2 separate regions of the Pan troglodytes genome follow, and region 2 is linked to region 1. A link is a contact called in public Hi-C data. All regions are on one chromosome and are shown on one strand. The core of a region is the stretch at or near the end of the contact, and the rest is flanking DNA. Distances in the headings are between cores, read along the strand shown. Region 1 has its middle 81 kb from the start of KMT2E. Region 2 overlaps KMT2E (lysine methyltransferase 2E (inactive)).

Evidence for each region. Hi-C and Micro-C count contacts between places; a contact is called where the count stands out from the background.
Region 2: a contact with region 1 is called in a Hi-C map of induced pluripotent stem cells, with 1.7 times the contacts expected there. The contact joins two enhancer-like sites. A contact is called at or near these places in 2 of 7 Hi-C or Micro-C datasets (both in induced pluripotent stem cells).

The regions. Positions count from the first base shown.
Region 1 is chr6:120,313,593-120,317,727 of NHGRI_mPanTro3-v2.0_pri, forward strand. No RefSeq gene overlaps it. Among named protein-coding and RNA genes, the nearest start is that of KMT2E, 81 kb to the right of the region's middle. Within about 2 kb of position 2,014, at least 5 of the 24 cell types and tissues checked have an H3K27ac peak or open chromatin away from gene starts, as enhancers often do. A contact at or near this core is called in induced pluripotent stem cells, where this site is marked.
Region 2 is chr6:120,483,486-120,488,181 of NHGRI_mPanTro3-v2.0_pri, forward strand. KMT2E (lysine methyltransferase 2E (inactive)) reads left to right here. Exons shown (of 27, transcript XM_003318730.7): 17 at 243-551; 18 at 3,787-4,041; 19 at 4,207-4,351. Among named protein-coding and RNA genes, the nearest start is that of KMT2E, 89 kb to the left of the region's middle. Within about 2 kb of position 3,441, at least 1 of the 24 cell types and tissues checked has an H3K27ac peak or open chromatin away from gene starts, as enhancers often do. A contact at or near this core is called in induced pluripotent stem cells, where this site is marked.

The DNA of each region.
Region 1 (4,135 bases), core at 764-3,263:
TTGCACTTCAGCCTGGGCAACAGAGTGAGACTGTCTCAAGAATAAATTAAATAAATAAATAAGAATGGAGGTATATGTGTGCGTGTTGGGGAAGAGGGAATCTAGCTATAAAAGCCCTATAGCTAATCTTTATACTAATTAACCATTAATATTTACTAATACTTAGAACTACAGTTACTATTTACATAGTATACAGCCATAGCTTATTATTAAAATATTTAAATAATTTCATAGTTGATTATAAATAGCATCACCCCTCTTCCTCACCCAATGCCTCTCTGGAAACTCCCCACAGCCCAGCAGCTAATAGGTTAATGCTGGCACTGAAGTGTTCTCCAGAACCTGCTCCAGCACAATCTTGACCTCCAATCTGCAAAGAAGGAGCTTCCTCTGCCCTTACTGGTTGTTACATGTTTTTCAAGTTCATCCCTGCTTGGTATGTTCCCAGCACTGCCCTCTCAATTCTTTATGCTACATTATCTCACAGCAACCTGGAAACATACACTATGAGTATTTCCTTTTGCCTATAAAGAAACTGTGGCTCAGAGCAGCTAGAAGGAGGCAGAGTTCTTAACCACTGCTCCCTACTTTCCAGCTGTGCCCCCTGAAATTGGTATGTGAGAATTCTTTTATTCTCAGAAGAGCAGCCAAGAAGAGTTGAGAGGCTACAGCCCCAGAGTGCTGGGAAGGCTGGGTGTTCTCAGGCCTCTCCTTTTCTCCAGGTAAGCTCTCCCCACACTGGCCGGGTGCAGTGGCTCACACCTGTAATCCCAGCACGTTGGGAGGCCAAGGCGGGTGGATCACTTGAGGCCAGGAGTTCAAGACCAGCCTGGACAACATGGTGAAACCCTGTCTCTACTAAAAATACAAAAATTAGCAAGACTTGGTGGCACATGCCTGTAATCCCAGCTACTAGGGAGGCTGAGGCAGGAGGATCACTTGAACCCAGGAGACGGAGGTTGCAGTGAGCAGAGATTGCACTACTGTACTCCAACCTGGGCAACAGAGTGAGGCTTTGTCTCAAAAAAAAGCTCTCCCCATACTGAGAGAGGTCCCAGGTCCCAGTAAAAACAAACAACAAAGAGTCCTGCAGGCAAACAGTTTTCTTTTCTTTTCTTTTCTTTTCTTTTTTTTTTTGAGACAGAGTCTCACTCTATCACCGAGGCTGGAGTGCAATGGCACAATCTCCGCCCACTGCAACCTACACTTCCCAGGTTCAAGCGATTTTCCTGCCTCAGCCTCCTGAGTAGCTGGAATTACAGGTGCACACCACCACACTCAGCTAATTTTTGTATTTTTAGTAGAGATGGGGTTTCACCATGTTGGTCAGGCTGGTCTCGAACTCCTGACCTTGTAATCTGCCCACCTCAGCCTCCCAAGGCAAACAGTTTTCTAAAGCTGCACAATGGTTCTGAGCTCCTCACTGCAGGAATTATGGGAACTCAAGAGGACCCCCTCACTGGCATCGTCGTACCCCTCGGAGGGCACAGGACTGCTGAGAAGGGGGGCATGACCCACTTCATCCTTTGAAAGCCATGGCAAAAGTCTGCATCGCTGTCTGCTGGAACACCTGGACACTCTCCTGGCTCCCACCCAGGCCCTGATTGTTTTGTTGTAGGAACCCTACCGGCAAGTCCCTAACAATGCTCTGCCAACTTAGTGGACACTCGCCCAGACTGTGCGTGCAGGGAGGCCCACCTCCTTTCACCCTTGCCCTGCCTCCTGATTTCCTGGTGACCTTCTAACTTTGCTTGGGCCTTTCCCATGGCACTTAACCCCTGTGTGACCTGAAGACTCTATAACCCTAAAAACCAGTCCTGCTAACCAGCTGGCCTGGGTACAATAGCGCTTGGAAAGCAAAGTCATGGGACTGAAACCAGAAGAAAACCTATTCATTAGAGGAGCAGCTGGCAGCTGGAAAACAGAAGGAGAGAGAAAGGAAGGCCAGTTCCTACCTCCTGTAGGACCGATTAACCAGGGATTTCAGAGCCAGTCACTCAGCCTGCCTAAGGCCCCCTAGGCCCCTCTGCTAATGAAGGCAGTGATGCTTATCATATCTCCCACATCCTTCCCAGCAGGGCTCAGAAGGGCAATCCCGCTGACAGGAGCTTTGAGATGGAAAGCAGTGGAGGGAGCGCAGGGGGTGGGGGGCGGGTTGGTGGGGGTTGGTGGGTGGGACCCAGGCTCTCACTTTGACAGTCAAGAGTATTCTTCGTCTAATTCCTCTCTCCAATTAAACATCAAAGAAATATTTCCAAGGGCATATGTTATTATTAAAGAATTTTATCCTTTGAAAAAATTTACAAGTAATATATTTTCAATGAAGAAAAATATAGAAAATAAAAAGATGACAGAAAAGTCACCTATAACTAGGAGCCACTTTCAACATTTAGAATTCATTCGCTTTTCACACACGAAAAAAACGAGACAATACTGTACGTATGCACAACAAAAGATCATGAAGCCAAGCACAACAGCTCACGCCTGTAGTCCCAGCTACTCAGGAGGCTGAGGTGGGAGGATCACTTGAGCCCAGGAGTTTGATGTTACAGTGAGCTATGATTGTGTCACTGCACTCCAGCCTGGGTGACAGAGTTAGACCCTATCTCTAAAAACAAAACAACAGTAGATCATGAACATTGTTCCATGTCAATAAATCCACTTCCTCCACACCCTTCTTAATGGTTGCAGTATATTTCATCGCGTATTTAAAAGGTGATGGAGTCAGTCAGTCCCCTACTGTTATGTGTTTAGATTCTTTGTGAGGGAATTTAAATTCTTTTATGAAGGGACAGACTGAGACTAGAGGAGATGATATCCCAGCCTGTTCAATAGTTCTCTCCCCATCATCCGCACCCACTCACCCACCATCTCACTCACCCACCAGCTCACTCCAACCTGGCTACTCTGCATTTCCATCTATTATGTTCCCTTAGACTCAACCTCAGGAAGTTTTCAGATGTGTTCCTGTGTCAGCCCTGTCCATAAACGTGTTATAGGGACCACAACATCATCTCTTATTTGGGCTTCCCCCTTTTAGCCCTCAGAGACAACAGACTACAGCTGAGGCAAAACAAGTGGCTTCAGCTAGATCTTGTTTCCAGCATCATGTATTTTATTAGTGGAAGGTGACTTCCCAATTACACTGTTGGCACCACACACACACAAAACACACACCCATTAGTGTCCTGCTGGATTAGACAAGGGGCCTTCAAACTGGCTTGCAGGGAGTTAAAACACTCCTGCAGTGAGAGTGGGCTGAGGCAGGGTTGGGAAGCAAGAGATGAGATGAGAAATGATCCAAATAGATGAACACACACACACACATACACATACACACATGCATACATGCACACATATACATGCATATACACACATACACACACGCACACATACACATGCATACACGCACACATGCACACACACATGCATACATACACGTACCCACACATACATGCATACACACGCATACACGCACGCATATACATGCACACATGCACATGCACACATACACGCATACACGTGCATACATACACATGCACACATGTACACACATACACATGCATACACATACACACAAACACATGCATACATACACATACACACACATACACATACACACATACACACACATACACACATGCCTACGCACACATACATACACATACACGCATACACATACACACACACACACACACATTCACACAGGTGTGCTCCAGAGCCTCTCCACATAGGAGACGAAAAGCTTTCATAAGGAACCAAAAGTTGTATCTTCTGCATTTCAAAGGGAGAAATACCAGGACCTGTGAACTGAATGCAAGTATCTATTTTGCCCCATTTGACACTACGTCCAGTGTCAAAGGTGTCCTGGGGTTGCTGACCCAGCACTGGACTGAAATGAAGTTGCAGATGTATATTACTACACGTTTCTCATCACCTCCTCCTCCTTAGTCTCGTGAAAGGGATATAACTTTAAGGCCCTTCCCTTTCTCATTTCCTCATTGTGACATCAAGAACACCCTTGAGACCATATTGTGCCTTTAAATGATTAAATGCGTTTAATTTAAATGATACAGCTTCCAAGGGAAAAAGGAACAAGGGGCAAGGGGAGGGGAAGGGGAGAGGTCACTCCTGC
Region 2 (4,696 bases), core at 2,191-4,690, 170 kb after region 1:
GTCTATACTTGCATTAATTACTTATAAGGAATTTAAAATAATGTCTATTAGCTTTTTAATAGCATTTTTCAGATCCTATGGGAGTTTCAGCTTGAGATAAAAGACTATATATTATCTCTGTTCTTATATATCAGAATTCAAAAATTCTGGAAAGTTGGCTTCTGAAGTAGAATAATGCTATTATATTTAAACTTTATATATATGTAGTATAAAAACTTCCATTCGCTTGTATTTTGAATTAGGAACAAGCAAAAGAAGAAAATGCTAGCAAGCCAACCCCTGCCAAAGTAAATAGAACTAAACAGAGAAAAAGTTTTTCTCGGAGTAGGACTCACATTGGACAGCAGCGTCGGAGACACAGAACTGTCAGCATGTGTTCAGATATCCAGCCATCTTCTCCTGATATAGAAGTTACTTCACAACAAAATGATATTGAAAATACTGTACTTACAATAGAACCAGAAACTGAAACTGCGCTAGCAGAAATAATTACTGAAACTGAAGTTCCAGCACTTAATAAATGTCCTACAAAGTACCCCAAAACAAAGAAGGTATGATTCTAACGAATGTAAGAACTGTTTTCCTAACAGTTTCTTATATTAATTATATTGGTGTTTTAAAAATTGGATTTTTAAGACCTCATAATAAGAGGCAGTTTTTATACTTGCAGATTTTTAAACTAAGAATGAGAATTCCAAAACTGTAAAATTAATATAAATGTTTGCATTACTGTGAAGATAAAGTTACATTCAGTTTATCAGGACTTTTATGGTATTGCAATTCATGATTTCTTTAAATAAGTTTGTCTACTTTATGTACAAAATATATACTTCTCTGAAACTGGTTTTAGATGTGTTATCCTTTATATTTTTATAAATTTCATTGTATAGGTAGATTATAAGAATTAAATGTGAAGAAATTGATTTCCACAGAATGTACTATGAAAATTTGTAAGAAAGAGTAGTTTTAGGTGTAATTATTAATAAAAATCTCTGAAACACTACTGTCAGACTTAAGCAATTACGGTAAACAACCTGAGCTTTTTCAGATCAGAAATAACAGAACATCCTAATGAAGCTGCTCTTTGTCTCCCACTCTGACTAGAGTACAGCAGATTGGGGCAGAGATACTAAAGTGTGGTAATCCTTATGCTGTTTAGGGGTAGATCATGAATGTATACTTCTCACACACTTTACTTTGAAATTTCATTTATTCTGTCTTTGTTCTTACCTAATTCAGTACAGTTTGTAGGCATGCTGCTAAACCATGACGTGTACGTTTAGTAAAATTCTAGTATGAACCCAGGATTATATTTTAATAGCACAAGTTAAATAATTTACTTGCCAAAGTCGCAGGTTTCATTAGAGACAATCTAAACACAGTTGTTTCTAATTAAAAGTCTGTACTCTCCTTACTGCACCGCCGTAGCTTAAGCAACCCAATATTTGCCTGTAACAATGGACAAAAAAATTCTAACTTTGTAAAGTGAAAAGAAAAAACCTCAGGCTTAAAAGAAGTGAAACTACTTTCTCAATTACAAATATGACATAATCCCTACCTTTTATTAAACTTTTAACAAAGTTGTGGTACTATAAATTTATTTAAATCCCTGGTCTGAGATGTAGGCTTCTACATCCTATCTGATTCTCTTAAAAAGCCTCTTTTGCCTGCAGATTTTGTTATTTTAAACAACATACTGTTTGACAGAGTACCAAATTATCATGATTTCCCCTAAAGGCCTCATTCAGTTTAATAATACATGTCACTTTTTCTGTGCCAGATACTGTTCTAAGAGTATGTTATTGAACTTTTAATCTTCATAACAATCCTATTTATAGAACTAGGTTCTATCACAACCCTTCTTTTACAGATAAAGATTGAGATATAAAAAAGTTACTTAACTTGCTCATGGTCATAGTGTAAATGGCAAAGCCAGGATTCACCCTCCTGGCAGTCTGGCTCCAGACTCCATGTGTTTCACTACTGCAGTCCTAGGAATGGAGTTCTATATACAGAGAGGGACAGAAAAGATGCTAAAATGTTTACAGTGGTTACCTTTGGAAAAAAGGATGGGTAGATTTTTAAAATGTGTGTGTTTCTGTGTGTGTGTGTGTGTGTGTGTGTATATATATATACATATGCACATTTATATATACTAAGTTCTGTACATTTTCTTTTTCTTTTTTTTTTTTTTTTTGAGATGGAGTTTCGCTCTGTTGCCCACGCTGGAGTGCAGTGGTGTGATCTCGGCTCACTGCAAGCTCCGCCTCCCGGGTTCAAGTGCTTCTCCTGCCTCAGCCTCCTGAGTAGCTGGACTACAAGCGCGCACCACCACAACCAGCTAATTTTTTTGTATTTTAGTAGAAACAGGTTTCACCATGTTGGCCAGGATGGTCTCCATCTCCTGACCTTGTGATCCACCTGCCTCAGCCTCCCAAAGTGCTGTGATTACAGGCGTGAGCCACCACACCCGGCCATATTTTCTATAAGTTACATTTACGCTTGGAAATTAAAATATCATTTGCTAAGTAGATAACAATATGAATGGTTACTCGTTTTTTTTTAAAGTAGTAATTTATACTTCAGGGTCAGGTATATTCATATAGCCAATAGAGACTGTATTATGTATGTTGTAGATCAGAGAATCAGCAGAATTAATGACTATGAAAAATTTCAAAGCACAAGAACCTTAAGAGATATTCCAAACCCCTTAAATCAGGGATTGTCAATGGTGACTTTTAAATACGTATGTATCGTGAGCCAGGTGTGGTGGCTTATGCCTGCAATCCCAACATTTGGAGAGGTTAAGGTGGGAGGATCACTTGAGCCCAGGAGTTCAAAACCAGCCTGGGCAGCATAACGAGACCCTGTCTCAACAGAAAATTTAAAACAAAAAAATTAGCTGGGCATGGTGGTGCACACCTGTAGTCCCAGCTAGTTTGGAGGCTAAGGTGGTAGGATGACTTGAGCCCAGGAGGTCAAGGCTACAGTGAGCCATGATCACGCCACTGCACTCCAGGCTGGGCAACTCACCCTTTCTCAAAAAAAGTACTGTGCACTGTCCTCATCTCCAGGAGATTCTGATGGGCAGCTATTGTAGGAAAACACTGCCTAAAATCAGATTTTTCTAACAGATGGAACATCTTATACCTATAATAGAAGCGGTAGTAAACCTAAATTTAGTGTGTTTAATAAAATGGTACTGACGTGTCTCTAGTTGTAACTATATTAAAAAGCTTGGCTGGGCACGGTGGCTCACACCTGTAAACTCAGCACTTTGCAAGGCTGAGGCGGGAGGACTGCTTGAGCCCAGGGGTTGAGACCAGCCTGGGCAATATAGCGGACCTTGTCTCTACAAAATACTTTAAAAATTAGCCAGGCGTGGTGGTGAGCGCCTTGTCCCAGCTACTCAGGAGGCTGAAGTGGAGGGATCACACCTGGGCCCAGGGGGCGGAGGCTTCAGTAAGCCGAGACTGCACCACTGCACTCCAGCCTGATGACAGAGATATCTTGTCTCAAAAAAAAAGTAATATAAATTTCATGTAATATAAATATTTAAAAAGCAACCATATGTTTTGTTCTACAAAATAATTGGGTAAAAAGTTTCAGAATAACAGTAGATAACTAAGAAATGTGAAAGGACATACTGATATTTTGATCACATATGAATGATTTAAATTACCCAATTTATCATTTTAGATAATACACCAATTTCAAATCTGATATTAGAATATTCAAAGGAGAATTTGGAATTATATAATGATCCAATTTTTTTCTTTTCTCTAGCACTTGGTTAATGAATGGTTAAGTGAGAAGAATGAGAAGACAGGAAAACCTTCAGATGGCCTTTCAGAAAGGCCTCTACGCATAACTACAGATCCTGAAGTGTTAGCTACACAACTCAATTCTTTACCAGGTCTCACTTACAGCCCCCATGTATACTCCACTCCTAAGCATTATATTAGATTTACTTCACCATTCCTTTCAGAAAAAAGGAGAAGAAAAGAACCTACTGAAAACATTTCTGGTTCATGCAAGAAGGTAAACTTTTCTTTGGAAGTAAAAATGTAGAATGAGCCAAATGCCAACTCATTCCTTACTACCATCCATGGTAGTGAAATGCTTTTGGAATCGGCTCTGTATTTACAGGCTATATAAACAGCTACAAACTGATTCCTGTTCATTCATGTATTCTGTTTTATTCAGCGATGGTTGAAACAAGCTCTGGAAGAAGAAAATTCAGCAATTTTACATAGATTTAATTCACCCTGTCAAGAAAGATCCAGAAGTCCTGCAGTCAATGGTGAAAATAAAAGTCCACTACTATTAAATGACAGCTGTTCCCTTCCAGGTAGAATTTTTTTTTCAGAGTTTTGGTTTGAGAAATGTGGCAGGGCATACATACAGCTTTATAACAGGCATATTCTAGTTACTGGTATGCACTTTAGAAGAGAAGCACATTGTTGTATAGATTTTCTCTTTTCTGTCCTCTGTATTTTTTGGCTGAAGATACCAGTTCACAATACCACGTATGCTGGGGTTTATGAATATTTAAAGGCTTCTGGACTGGCTGCTTTTCAGACAGACAAGGACTCTTACAAATCAGTTAAAGTAACATCAGTACTTGTAAGATACTTTGAGACCCCTAGGCCTATAATCCCTCCAGGCAAGGTAATGCTTGCTAATTGGGGAGGGA